Regions from separate parts of the Sus scrofa genome. Here regions 2 and 3 are each linked to region 1. The links are chromatin contacts, called in public Hi-C maps. All regions are on one chromosome and are shown on one strand. The core of a region is the stretch at or near the end of the contact, and the rest is flanking DNA. Distances in the headings are between cores, read along the strand shown.

The links. Hi-C and Micro-C count contacts between places; a contact is called where the count stands out from the background.
Region 2: a contact with region 1 is called in a Hi-C map of embryonic fibroblasts, with 2.6 times the contacts expected there. The contact joins two enhancer-like sites. A contact is called at or near these places in 3 of 47 Hi-C or Micro-C datasets (embryonic fibroblasts, omental adipose tissue and subcutaneous adipose tissue) and 1 of 2 datasets of contacts at active chromatin or transcription factors (skeletal muscle).
Region 3: a contact with region 1 is called in a Hi-C map of omental adipose tissue, with 4 times the contacts expected there. The contact joins two enhancer-like sites. A contact is called at or near these places in 22 of 47 Hi-C or Micro-C datasets (alveolar macrophages, blood, brain and 14 more) and 1 of 2 datasets of contacts at active chromatin or transcription factors (skeletal muscle).

Annotation. Positions count from the first base shown.
Region 1 is chr5:18,154,352-18,159,183 of Sscrofa11.1, reverse strand. No RefSeq gene overlaps it. Among named protein-coding and RNA genes, the nearest start is that of KRT8, 24 kb to the left of the region's middle. Within about 2 kb of position 2,608, at least 42 of the 83 cell types and tissues checked have an H3K27ac peak or open chromatin away from gene starts, as enhancers often do. A contact at or near this core is called in embryonic fibroblasts, omental adipose tissue and retroperitoneal adipose tissue, where this site is marked.
Region 2 is chr5:17,534,977-17,539,137 of Sscrofa11.1, reverse strand. LOC110260568 (methyltransferase-like protein 7A) reads left to right here. Exons shown (of 5, transcript XM_021091217.1): 5 at 1,799-2,034. The coding sequence ends at 2,019. Among named protein-coding and RNA genes, the nearest start is that of KRT7, 16 kb to the left of the region's middle. Within about 2 kb of position 2,442, at least 27 of the 83 cell types and tissues checked have an H3K27ac peak or open chromatin away from gene starts, as enhancers often do. A contact at or near this core is called in embryonic fibroblasts and omental adipose tissue, where this site is marked.
Region 3 is chr5:17,463,083-17,467,310 of Sscrofa11.1, reverse strand. No RefSeq gene overlaps it. Among named protein-coding and RNA genes, the nearest start is that of KRT80, 41 kb to the left of the region's middle. Within about 2 kb of position 2,655, at least 19 of the 83 cell types and tissues checked have an H3K27ac peak or open chromatin away from gene starts, as enhancers often do. A contact at or near this core is called in omental adipose tissue and retroperitoneal adipose tissue, where this site is marked.

The sequences.
Region 1 (4,832 bases), core at 1,359-3,858:
CCAGCCCCCTAAAACCAGCTCTCCCAGGGTGGAGCTGGCTAGACTGTGTCTGGGACAATTATAAATGCCTAGTGACACTGTGCTGGTCTGTGTGACTGGACACGGTTTTTGACTGTGTGTATTTTCTGGAGAGTGCATGAAACCCTGTGTATGTGGTGGGGGTTCTGTGTGTCTGGTGGGGTTGGGACCCTGGATGTGACATGCTGGGAGTGGAAGACCGGGTGGCTGTGTGTCGTGGGGCTGTGAGAAGTGCTGGTTGTGCCTGTGTGCTTAGGAGCCTGTGGGTGTGCACAGATGTCTGCAGGTGAGGGGACAGTGCATGCAGACGGTTGGGAGGCTGTGCACATTTGCTCACTGCAATCAGGAAGGTACCTGCTCCTGCCAGGGTCCAATACTGGCGAGGAGAGGGCAATCTGGAGAAGGGACAAGGGAGTGGCGGGGGGCTGTGGATGGACTGTCCCCTTCCTCCTGGTTCCCAGCTCTGGGGACCTGTCACCCTGCCCACCGCCTGCAGAAATGGCCTAGGTGGAGCCCAGGCTGGGGCCCAGATGCTGAGGTGGCAGGCAGGCCTGGGAGGAGGGGGTGGGTCCAGCGACATGTCAGAGCGGCAGGCAGCAGCATGGGGCACCCTGCCCTGTGCTGAGCTGGCAGCTGGCGCTGGGAGCAGGCGGGGCCCCACCCAAGCAGGCCAGGGCAGGCAAGGCAGGGCCTGTCTTGGGCCAGGGAGGGGATGGAGCTGATGGGGCAAGCCTGGGCCTTGTGTGGCCAAGATGGGAGGTTGAGGGGCAGCAGGGGGGATTCCTTTTGTGATGGAGGAGACGGTGTGTGTGTCTGTGCTGGCTTACTCCTGTTACTGCCTGCGTGATTGATTTGCATATGCATTTGTATTTCTCTTTTGTATGCACGCATCCACCTGCGTGAGGGCCATGGGTTGTTCTGTGTGTGTGTGTGTGTGTAAAATGACCCACAAACCATTGCTTCTCTTTGGGTAACCATTCCTCTGTTCCCTTACAATGTGTTTGTATTTGTAGTCAATCCTAAAGACCATATGTACAGCCTGTGAAACCTGCACCTGTAAGTGTGACACACTCCTGTGTGTGTGTCTATATATCCATGTGTGATGACCCCACAAACCACCAGGTATGTGCTCTCCTGTGATCACCGTGAGTGTACGTGGGTCGAGTTGAGGTGGTCCTTGCTCTGCCCACGTTGCTGGGGACCCGGCACATACATCCCATTGCCTCCTCCAAAGCTCATGTGTGCCAACACTCAGCTTCTTTCTGCTCCCGCCCCGCTTCTTCTCACAGCCCTCAGGGACCCTCCCTGGGGATGAGAAACCCTGGATGGTGACCTTGAGAACCAGGCCTTCTATGGAGGTGGGGTTTCTCCCCAAGTGTGCTTTAGTATAATGGGGAGGCCGCCCCAGCTAGGGGCTCAGGGGGCAGCCACAATCAGTGGAAAGAGGACATGCAGAGCCAGGCAGAACTGGGTTCAGGTTCAGACTCTCACATGCTGCACCTGTATGAGCCTGGACAAGTCACTCTCCATGCTCAGCTCCTCCTGTTTATGTTTGGCGTTGCTATGGGAAATAATGGGTGAACACAACACTCCTGGCAGCAGGTGAACAGATGCAGACGTTGCTAGACAAGTGTGGGTCCTTTTCTGGCTACAGTATCACTTTGAGGACACTTGAAGCTCACTGTGAGATCTTGCAGGAAAGAGCCACAGGAGTTGGAGGGGGGCGCCTGGAGCCTGATCTCCAGGTAGAGTCTGGTCTGGACTTCACAGGCCCTGCAGTATGGATGTGGGCGAAGCCAGAGCTGGAGAACTGTCCCAGTGTAGCTGCTGACAGGCCTGCTCTGGTCTTGCACTGTCCAGAGAGGTTCAGGCCTTCCACCCATCTCAGAGAGAGGCACAGAGGGGGCGTCCAGGGTGTGTGTGGAGGGGGTGGGGGCTACAGAGATGATTTTTATTTTTTTGCTTTTTTTGGGGCAGGGGTCTAATCAAAGCTACAGCTGCCAGTCTACACCAGAGCCACAGCAATGCCAGATCTGGGCTGCATCTGAGCCACATCTGTGACCTACCCCACAGCTCGCAATGTGGGATCCTTAACTCACTGAGCGAGGGCAGGGATCAAACCTGCAACCTCATGGTTCCTAGTTGGATTCGTTTCCGCTGCGCCATGACAGGAACTTCCCAGAGATGATCTTGAAATGGTGCTCATGGACATGTCACCCCCCCCCCCCAGAAGTCAATGTGCAGACTCCAAAAGACCAGAGTGCATCAGCCGAACCCACAAAAAATCCAGGAGAGTGAGACAAGGAAAGCCTCAAAAAGGCACGCAGCCTCCCATTTCAGAGGGTGAGAAGTCCCCACTACTCCAAGGATGCCCCCAGAAGAAGAGACACCTGATTCCCTTCCCCTCCAGAAGGCCCGATTCTCCCAGAGGAATGGACAGGCGTTCCCCACCCGCTCGCCCCTGGGGAGGACGCTCAGAGGGCGGCAGGCAGGCCCGGCTCCCCCTGCTGAGTCAGCCTGTCCCGGCTTAGCCAGCGGGTGTTGGGTGGAAGTGGCTGGGCCCCCGTCCAGCTCCAGGGGTGGGGCGGAGGGTGAGTCACCTTGCGGCCCAGCCAGAGCCACCCTGGGCCCCCGCGGCCGTGGGAGCGCGAGGGCCCAGCCAATCGGAGGCCGCCAGCCGGCCTCGCGCTCTGGCCCCGCCCCCGCCCCCGCCTCGGGCCGCGGGCCACCGGGTTCCCAGGGCCATCTCGCAAGGAGCCCTCGCGACCCCTGATCTGGCACCCGGCCGGATGGAGCCCTGCTCGCTGCTGCTGGGAGGGTGCAGGGAGCACCTGGCTCCCAGTCAGGGAGTCTCAGCTTGTCTCCGAGGGTCTCCCTCTCCTGTCACTCCCACCTGCTGGTTACAGGAAGGAGGGGCCGGAGATGGGGCGGGGGATTGCCTCCCTTTTGCTGCCCTTTGTTCTCTTCCCGGATTGTCCCCTCCTCCAAAGGGACAGACCGCCATGCTTCTCAGGTTCAGCCAGTGGCTTCACAATGGCATTTATTTCCTGCACAGTCTCGATGGCAGAAGTTCTCCGGCCAAAATCAGCCACGCTGAGCTCTGTTTTCTGCTTCAGAAAATACAGTCACTGTTCTCAGGAAGGTCATTGTTCCTAAGACTCTGGTCACCCCAGCGGCTGAGTGCGGCCTGGCCAGGGCCTGGGCCTTGATACAGACATATAGGTGAATACACACAGGCTCACCTGCGCAGGTAGAGGCTGTCCAGACACAAAGACACAGACCTGCAGATGCTGTGTCCAGATTCTCACATATATGGAACACACGATTTTCAGCAGGAGAGGCAAGCATCCCAGCTCTGGCCCTGATCACGTTTCTGACTTTTTGAGTCTATCATCAATCCTCTCTAACTGTTTATCTGTAACATGGAGAGAAGTTTAGAATCCCTTCCTTACAGGGCTGTTGTGAAGCTGAAAGGAAAACACCTGGAGAGTGCCTGGTACATTGTAAGAACTCAATACACTGTAGCTACAGGGATCTCCCAGACCCCCCAAAATGTACCCACACACACACACACTCACAGACAGACACCAATACCCATGTTCACCCCCCCCCCCCAAACCTCAGACATCAATACCTAGGCAAGGACCTGGTGTGTTTGCACATAGAAACACAGACACACACAGCACCCCTTTCCCCCCACGAAAAACAGCAACCCCCGCAACAACAACCGTAAAAGCAAGTTTTACTGCCCAGGGTGTGATGGGAACAGCCAGCCCCGCTGGGTGGTGGGGGCGAGGCCTCGGCGTCGGGCGGTGTCTGCTCTGCTCAGGCTCCCACTCAGCCCCAGGGAGAGAACGCGTTCATTCTCCCAACACGCCCCTCTCTGTCCCCTGAGAGCAGTCACCCCATCCTTTCTCCACTGTCACCTGAGATCAGGCCACGCCTTCTCCAAACCGCCGGAGTCCCAGGGTGGGGCCCCCCAGGGATTTGTGGTCGGTGGGGGAGGGGCACGATGGTCTGGCTTTCTAGAGAGGGTTTGCAGGTCCGCAGGGCAGCCCTGTCCCCGCACCACCCCCCTCAGTTCTGGATTCTGGAGAGTTGTGGTTGTGAGGATTTGGCTGTTGAGCCCTGGAAGCAGCCAGAAGGGGACCACCTGGAGCTGGGGAAACGCTTCTGGGTTCAGAACCTGGGTGCTAGGCAGCTGTCAGGCAGCTTCTCTCTACTTATTATTTTACATTCATTGTAGAAAGAATGCTTAATGGACTTGGAGAAGAGACTTGTGGCTGCCTGATGGGAGCGGGAGGGAGTGGGAGGGATCGGGAGCTTGGGCTTATCAGACACAACTTAGAAGAGATTTACAAGGAGATCCTGCTGAATAGCATTGAGAACTTTGTTTAGATACTCATATTGCAACAGAAGAAAGGGTGGGGGAAAAATGTAATTGTAATGTATACATGTAAGGATAACCTGACCCCCTTGCTGTACAGTGGGAAAATAAAAAAAAAAAAAAAAAAGAAAGAATGCTTAATAGGAGATCTGCCCTCTTAACTTTTCCATGTATGGTATAGTTTTGTTAAAGACCTGCAGGCACCATGTTAGCTGCAGCTCTCTAGAACCTTCTTTCTCACCTAGCACAACTGCTGCTCTCTACTTTGTCTTGTGCTCCCCATTCTCAACTCTTGCCAGAACCTCAGCCCTCCCTAGAGCTGCAGACATTGTTTTCTGTCTTTTTAGGGCCACACCCACAGCATATGGAGGTTCCCAGGCTAGGGGTTGAACTGGAGCTGTAGCCGCCAGCCTACTCCACAGCCACA
Region 2 (4,161 bases), core at 1,193-3,692, 620 kb after region 1:
GCTCATCAGGTTCTTATCAGTTAGGGAATGACAGGGGTTTGAGGAGCTCTGTGCTCCTAAATGGGAGGTTGGGGCAGAGATCAATATAGATTTTTCTATTATTTCACTATTAGTTACAACTTGTTTTACTTTCTAGCTTCAATTCTCTCCCTTGCTGTTTTCTTTGCCTTGTAGACAATCAGTTTTGCTGTAACATAATATATGCATTCCTAAAAAAAAAAAAAATCATGATACAGTGTGTACACCAACTATACCTCAATTAAAAAAAAATTTTTTTAATCACATACTATGCAAAGTCATGCAACAAAACCACAGAGCTTATGGAAGGGAAAGGGGGGTTAGAGGCACAATATTCAAAAGTGTCATCAGTGACCCACTAAAAAAAGATAGAAGCCCAATCAAAACAGTAGCACAGTTTTACCCACATTAAATGGTTAAGAAATGCATAGGATAGGGGGTGGGGTGATGGATTGGGGCTTTGGGATGGAAATGCTATAAAATTGAGTTGTGATGATCGCTGTGCAACTATAAATGTAATAAAATTCATTGAGAAAAACACCAACAAGAAATTAAAAAAAAAAAAAAAGCAAAACGGCCTTTTATTTTGATGCACAGAATGGGATTTTTGCTTCTTCCCTTAGAGTTGTTGCATTTTTTTAACTCTCTACATTAATTTCCTTTGTGTATTTTAACTCGTGTACATGTGCTATTTTTACAGCTGCGAAATTTTAATAAAAGGCAACATATTTTAAAAGGCAAAAAAAAAAAAGAAAGAAAGAAATGCATAAGAACGACAATACAGAAAGCATTTTACCTGGAAAAAGACGATGTTTGCTTGCGGACCTGGGCACCCGAAGGGGCTGCAGCTTGTGCGTTGTGAAGTTCTTGCGCGTTATGTTATATGTTATAATGTTATGTTACGTTACGTTACGTTACGTTATGTTACGTTATGTTATTAGGAGGAGGGTCACCTGAAATCTGATAGAAAGTTGTGGCACCTAATGTGGATGGGGGTGGGTCGTGAACGGACGCAGCTGGTAGATGTCGGAGTCAGGTGCGCTGTGTGTATTTCTACCTGGTTCAGTTATCTGTAGTCACCCGGGTTCCTCACACCCCAAACTGTGCCTGAGCAAATGTGACGGTCACATCAGGCTCAGATTGTTCCCTAACATGGCAATCGTGTGGAAATGAATTCTCATTTTCCAAACAACCAACTGGTATTTGTATCCAAACAAACCTCACTGCAGTTTTAGTAGATTTGGGAGGGAAGCAGAGGTAAATACGTGTGTTCAAGCTTCCATATTTATTTCTTTACACGGGTGAGTCCCCCAAGTAGACAGGGGGACCTTCTGGGGTAAGGACTGGTGACTCTCCATTTCCCCACTGTCTGGCTCAGCATCTGACCCTCATTAGGGACTAACGAATCTTGGGGGAATAGAGTTGAAATGAAAGTTGTTCTGTGGCCTTCTAATGCATTTATGAATTTATGAAGACAGACTATTTGTGTAATTTTTTTTTTTTGTCTTTTTGCCTTTCCTTGAGCCATTCCCACAGCATGTAGAGGTTGCCAGGCTAGGGATCTAATCGGAGCTGTAGCCACCAGCCTAGGTCAGAGCCGCAGCAACACGGGATCCGAGCCATGTCTTTGACCCACACCACAGCTGGATCCTTAACCCACTGAGCAAGGCCAGATATCGAACCCGCAACCTAATGGTTCCTAGTCAGATTCGTTAACCACTGAGCCACGATGGGAACGCCCGAAGACAGACAATTTAAAACAGATTCCCATCTCCAGGAGATGCCCTTATCTTCGTGGAACACATAGCAGCTGAATGCTCTTGCTGGAATTTCTCCAGTCAGCAGTTCCTCAGCCCAGCCAGACCCTTCTTACTTAAAACCTGTCAACAAAGCCAGAATGTTCTGGAAGGAGCTGCTTTCTCTCAGCCAACATTACAGCTCCCGCACGCCCACTGGCCAGGGAGCTATCTCCTCCTCATACCTCTGAGTACACAGAACTAAAAAGAAAGCATGTGGGCACTGTCAGGGCCTTTGCACCCCAGGGGTTCAGGACCTGCCCTTTCTCAGTCAGGTGCCAATAGGTTAAAAATAGTCACAGTGACAGGAACAGAAGGAATTCAATGCAAAGAATTGTTAACCGGATAGAGGGTTATTCACTGGGTGACTGAAAGAGAGCCCTAAGACATGGCACAGAACTGGCACTGACCAAAGTGAATGCTAGATCTAGGGCTCAGGGAACAAAGGGGTGAGGTTAGAAGTGTTAAAACTCAGGACTTTACAGGAGTGGCCCCTGAGACGCTGAACCCCGGGGAGGAGGCACGGCTTGCCTGGCCCTGGTACCTCCAGGGGGAGGCACAGTGAAGCTGATTTATTCTTCAAGGTCTGGGAAAACTGCCAACTGGATTCAGCTGCTGCTATGGGAAGACACTGCTGCTGCCAGGGTGAAGGCGCAAGGCTGGGGCCCTGCGCCGGGACAGGAAACCCACAGAAAGCAAATACCGTGCAGTCACCTTCTGGCGCCCCCTACTGGCAGATCCTAGCAGCCCCAACTGGCAAAACCAAGTCTCACCACTCACATTGGAGCTGGGACACAATAACTGCCACACCTATCAACTGGGAATCCCATCGACCCCGCATCACATTTTTCCTGAACTGACTAAACCAACCCATTGTTCCGGCATTTGCCCCCACATCACCCCTCAGGCTTTCAGGGAGGGCATCTCCCCCACAGCCTCTAAAGCAATCAGCTTAGTCATTAATTTGAATTAATTGAGATGCTTTGATGTTGGTTTTCTGACCTAGTTGCACAATAAAAATATCTTTCTTATCTTCCATTCCCACCATCGATCTTAGTAAACAGCAGGTAGTCCTTATGCGTTCCTTGAATAAAAACACACATGTGCTCAAATAGATGCTGATGAATCAAGATAAAGTCTTTTGCCTTCTAAAAGGCTCTCTCTTTTTTTTGTTTGGTTTTTTGTTTGTTTGTTTTTTAGGTTCTTTTCTTTAAGCGATAATATGCCAAGGTCATTTCACTGTGGCATTCAAATTAGGTCAACCTTTTAGAAAACTATTAGCAAAAAACCATATCCATGAAAATGTTCATTAAGGCTGGGGGTGGTGATTGAGATGGGGGGGGCAGAAGCCCACACATCCTGCAACAGGATGAAAATCAGAGTTATGGGCATTTTATTCAAGTTTGAGACACATAATTGACCTCACTTGTAGTGGGAAGGAATATAGACTACTGCCTCAGCTGTTGCAAAAATCAGAGCTATGGAACTAATGTTTTATTATGGAAAAATAGTACTTCTCTTTAGGGAGGCTCATACCAAACCAAAATTTGGAGTCAATGATACCTGGGTTCCAATCCTAGCTCAACTGCTTATTAGAAGTGTACCTTTTAAGTCTCCCTGAGTCTCAGTTTCTTTATCTCTAATATGAGGAAAAGACTTACTTTGCAAGGTACATTAAGGATTCAATGAGAAAGAGAAATTGACCTGTAAAGAGCCTGGCACATACTAGGTATTTCACAAGTGGTAAGTGTTTTTACTGTTGCCTCAAGTAAACATGCAGATGGGAAGTGTAGCAACATTACAGCTATAATTGCATTTAAAAGAAAACTGATGCACTGGGGAGAAAGCTGAAAGGAGGTACACAAAATTACTGAATAATGGTTGGATTTGAGTGGTAAAATCATGGATGATTTTTCTCTTCTGTTTTCCAAATACTCATCATGCAGTTCTGTTGTTGTTGTTGTTTTGTTTCGTTTTGTTTTGTTTTGTTTTTTGGTTTGTTTGTTTTCTTTTTAGGGCTGCACCTGCAGCATATGGACGTTCCCAGGCTAGGGGTCAAATTGGAGCTATAACTGCTGGCTTAGACCCCAGCCATAGCAATGTGGCATCTGAGCCACATCTGCAAACTACACCACAGCTCACAGCATCTCCGGATCCTTAACCCAATGAGTGAGGCCAGGAATCAAAACCACATCCTCATGGATACTAGTCAGGTTCATTACCACTGAGCCACAATGAGAACTCCCAGTTTGGAATACTTAAAATAGCAAAACAAAAATCTTTTTTAAGGACAAGTTTTGAGAAAAACCTCCAAAGATTAGGGAAAGTAACAATTCATTGGTCAATA
Region 3 (4,228 bases), core at 1,406-3,905, 690 kb after region 1:
GCCAGGAGAACTGACCAAAAAAACTGGCGTGGAACCCCAGCTCCCTTGGAACAGAGAGGGCAGCCCTCGCCAGGAGCCCAGCAAATGTTCCCGGGTCTTGGGAAAGGGGGCAGGGCTGTGCCAAGTGTGACCTGAGCCTGTTAGGCGTCTGTAAGTGACAGGATCCTTCATGGGGCTTAAGATCCTTGGCGAGGGAGTTCCTATCCTGGCACAGTAGAAACAAATCCGACTAGGAACCATGAGATTGTGGGTTTGATCCCTGGCCTTGCTCAGTGGGTTAAGGATCCGGCATTGCCGTGAGCTGCGGTGTGGGTCGCAGAAGCGGCTCAGATCTGGCATTGCTGTGGCTGTGGTGTAGGCCGGCAGCAACAGCTCCGATTGGACCCCTAGCCTGGGAACTTCCACGTGCCGTGTGTGTGGCCCCAAAAAGACAAAAAAAAAAAAAAAATCCTTGGGGAAATTCGTGGCCCCTAGTCTACCCTCCTCAAAGTGCAGAAGAGGAAACTGAGGCCAGGAAAGGGGCGGTCACTTAGCCAAGGTCACACAGCCGCTGCCAGGCTGCCTCTCTGAGCACCGGCTGCCTCTTTGGCCTCCCCCACGCCAGGTGCCCCTACCCAGGTCTGGGGCTGGTGTCAGGGGCTCCCTGGGGGCTAGGGGTCATTGTTGGGCTCCAGGCCACCACAGAAGCCAGCTTGTGCCTGAGCAGGGCGGAGAGGCCTGGAGGCAGGGAGGCCGCCCCTCCTCCTCCACCTGGCAGATGGCGCTTGTTACCTTATAAGGTGCCTTCTCTTCTCCTACAGCTTCTGACAGAACCGGGAGGGCGGGGTAGTGGGGGGGAGGGGTGGGGCCTGCTCTTGGAGCTGCACCCTGCTCACCCACCCAAGGGCACCCGAGGGGCCCTCTCTTGGAGCAGCAGGGCCCAAGGCAGCCCCCTGGCCTGTCAGAGAAAGTCAACCAACAGGCAGGCACGGCTGAGGACCCAAGCCTGGACCCTGGATCCCCACCCTGCCCCCACCCCCGTAGGAGAGGGTGGTCCACCTGCCCTTAACCTGCACCATTGCCCCCTGACCCCTGATTGACAGCCAGTCTGGCTCTCCTGCCCCCTCCCACTCACAGGCAGACATACACATACACATACACATGGCAGCCAGGGGGACTTGGCCATGGCAGAGCAGGCTGTCCTGTTCTTCCCTGCGGGTAGTGAAGCCTGGATCCCCAAGGAGGAAGCTGCCCCTCAGGTGCAGAGAAAGTGGGCTGGGCCCTGCCCAGGAGTCCAGCAGGGCCATGTCTGGCTACATCCTTGAAGGCAGGGAAGGGCCTAGGACCCAGGCCCAGTGGCAGGGAGAAGCAACAGCGCTGCTCACTCGCCCCGACCCTGCGGGGCCCCTGCCTGACTCTTAAGGAAGGGGTGCTGTCGAAGGTGTCCCAGTGATGTGCCAGATGAAAGCAGAGCTCAGGGCCAGGCCCCCATCCCTGACACCCCACATGTGGCACAGGACAGGCCACAGTGAACACCTGATGAGGGCTTAAGGCCAGCTGGCCACTCACTAGCTGTGCAGCTTTGGGCCACTCTGAGCCTCCCTAACCTCCGTCCTGGTTTCCTCTCTGTAAAGTGGGAGTGAGAGTCTCTTCCTCCCAGAGTGTTTTAAGGGTCCCCCGGGTTGACACTTTGGATAGGAGCACATAATGGCCGGCAAATGGCCTTTACTGGGCAGCTGGGGAGGGTCCATGCGATGCAGGGTCTCCAGCTGTGTCTGTAGGTGCCAAACCCCATTCTGGCCCATCCAGGCCCTAACCAGAGGGAGCTCCAGGGCCACAGGGCCCCCGGTTACCGGGGTCACCTTGGGAGGGGCTCATAGCACCAACGAGGACAGGACCCATGCCAGGCAGCTCCTCTGCCCCTAGCCCGCCATGTCCTGGCCCCAGTGCTGTCTGCACACAGCTGTGTTTGTGTGTGTGTGTGTGTGTGTGTGTGTGTGTGTGTGTGTGTGTGTGTGTGTGTGCCGCCAGGCCCGCTGGGCCACACCCTGGTGACTCAGGGCTGTGGCACGCACCCTACCCAGCCAGTGGGAGAACAAAGCCACCAGCTCAGGGCCTCGGCATTCAGGCTGAGTCACCCACAAACACACCCAGCCAGGTGCCCCAGGCTCTCAGGCCAGTCCCACCCACCCCAAGGGGTCTGCAGCCCCCCTCACACTAACAAGGGAGGGAGGAAGGTCAGGGTTGGGGTTAGGGGCGTGCTTGGGTGCAGCTGGCTGAGAGACAGGAGCTGGGCCCAGGGAGGCTCAGAGTTTTCTGACTCAGACCAGGACCACCAGCGCACCTCTGGGCTCCTAGACGACCCAGCCGGGGCAGCAGAGCCACAGGCTTGGGGCCCAGGAGGCCAACTCTGGGGGGTGGGGAGACTAAAAGGGAGGCTCATGGAGGAGAGGGAAGTGGCTCCCGCTGAGGGCCCTTGGCCCTGGTCAGTCTGGGCCAGCGACATTCTCTGGACACAGCCCTAGCCCGGGACCCAAGCCCAGGGGGGAATTATGACGAGATGAGAAAGCCAGGCCTTCTGCTTACTGCTCTGGCTAAGGCCAGAGGAGCAGTGGTAACCCTGCCTGAGCCTGGGAGTCAGGGTGTTCGGCAGATGGGCCAGGGCTCACCCAGCTGAGACCCACCCCCCCATCGCCTGACCAGCAGAGGCCCAAAGAAGGCAGTTAGGGGAGTTCCTGTCATGGCTCAGTGGTTAACGAATCTGACTAGGAACCATGAGGTTGCAGATTCAATCCCTGGCCTCGCTCAGTGGGCTAAGGATCCGGTGTTGCCGTGAGCTGTGGTGTAGGTTGCAGACATGGCTTGGATCCCTCATTGTTATGGCTGTGGTGTAGGCCTGTAGCTACAGCTCTTATTAGACCCCTAGCCTGGGAACCTCTATATGCCGCAGGAGCGGCCCTAGAGAAGGCAAAAAGACAAAAAAAATAAAATAAAATAAAATAAATTAAGAAAACAAAGAAGGTTAGGAGGTTCCCAGGCAAGTGTGCAGAGTGAGGGAAGGGCCCAGGCAGGAGCAGGGAGCCAGCAGGGGGAGAGGGGGACAGCCGCTACAGCCTGGAGGAGACCCACGCCCCACTCCCCAGGCCCAGGCCCAGTCCCGGGTGACTTGGGGTCCCTGCTTCAGCTGATACCCAGGCCTGGGAGCATCTGGAGATCAGTTGCAGAAAACCTCCTCCCTGGGCCCAGCCTGGGTGCAGAGGGTGGAGGGGGTCCCGCCACCACCAGGGCCCAGAGGACTTGTCTCTACCCCAGGCCTTAGCTGAGAGCAGCCCATGAGAAGGGAGAGTCAGGCCCAGCTGGACAGCACAGGGCAGACAACCAGGTCCCCCAAACCTTCAACTGGCTGTGACCCTCACATGGAAACCCCCCAACCCCTGACCCGACCTAACCCCAAACTGCCCATGATGCTGACCTGGCTCTGCCCCACCCCCACCCCGATGCCATGGCTGACCCCAACTCTGGGCTGACCCCAACCCCAGGCCCAAATCTGCACCCTAGCCCGCCTCTACCCTGAATCAACTTCACTCCAAACCTGGGTGCTTCCCTGAGCCCAAACCTCACCCCATCCTCAAAACCCAGCCCTAAAGCCATCCCTTCCCAACCCCCAGATCTGACGTGCACCTGCTCTCAGACTTTTGCCCAAAATTCCACTTTCAGGACAACTCCTGCCCCAAACCCAAAAACTTCCTCCCACCTCTGCCTTCCCAGGCCCAACCCTAATCCTCACCCCCATGCCACATCCCATGAGCACCCCATACCCCGCCTTTGCTCTCGCCACCAACCCTGCTCTGAGCTCCCCAAGCGCCAAGCTTCCCACAAGCCCCCTTCTACCCCAGCTGTCCCCATTGTGCCTGCCGTGTGTCCACTGTCCTGTAATCAGAGGCCTCCGATTATCAGAGTAGTGGGTCCGGAGTTCCCGTTGTGCCTGAACAGGTTACAAACCCAACTAGTATCCATGAGGATGCAGGTTCGATCCCCAGAGTTGCTCATTTGGTTAAGGACCTGGCGTTGCCACAAGCTGCAGCCTAGGTCACAGATACGGCTCAGAACTGGCGTTGCCGTGGCTGTGCCTAGGCTGGCAGCTGAAGCTCCAATTCTACCCCTAGCCTGGGAACTTCCATATGCCACAGGTACGGCCCTAAAAAGAATAAAGGGGAGGGGGGGAACAAGCAGAGTAGTGGGTCATCTC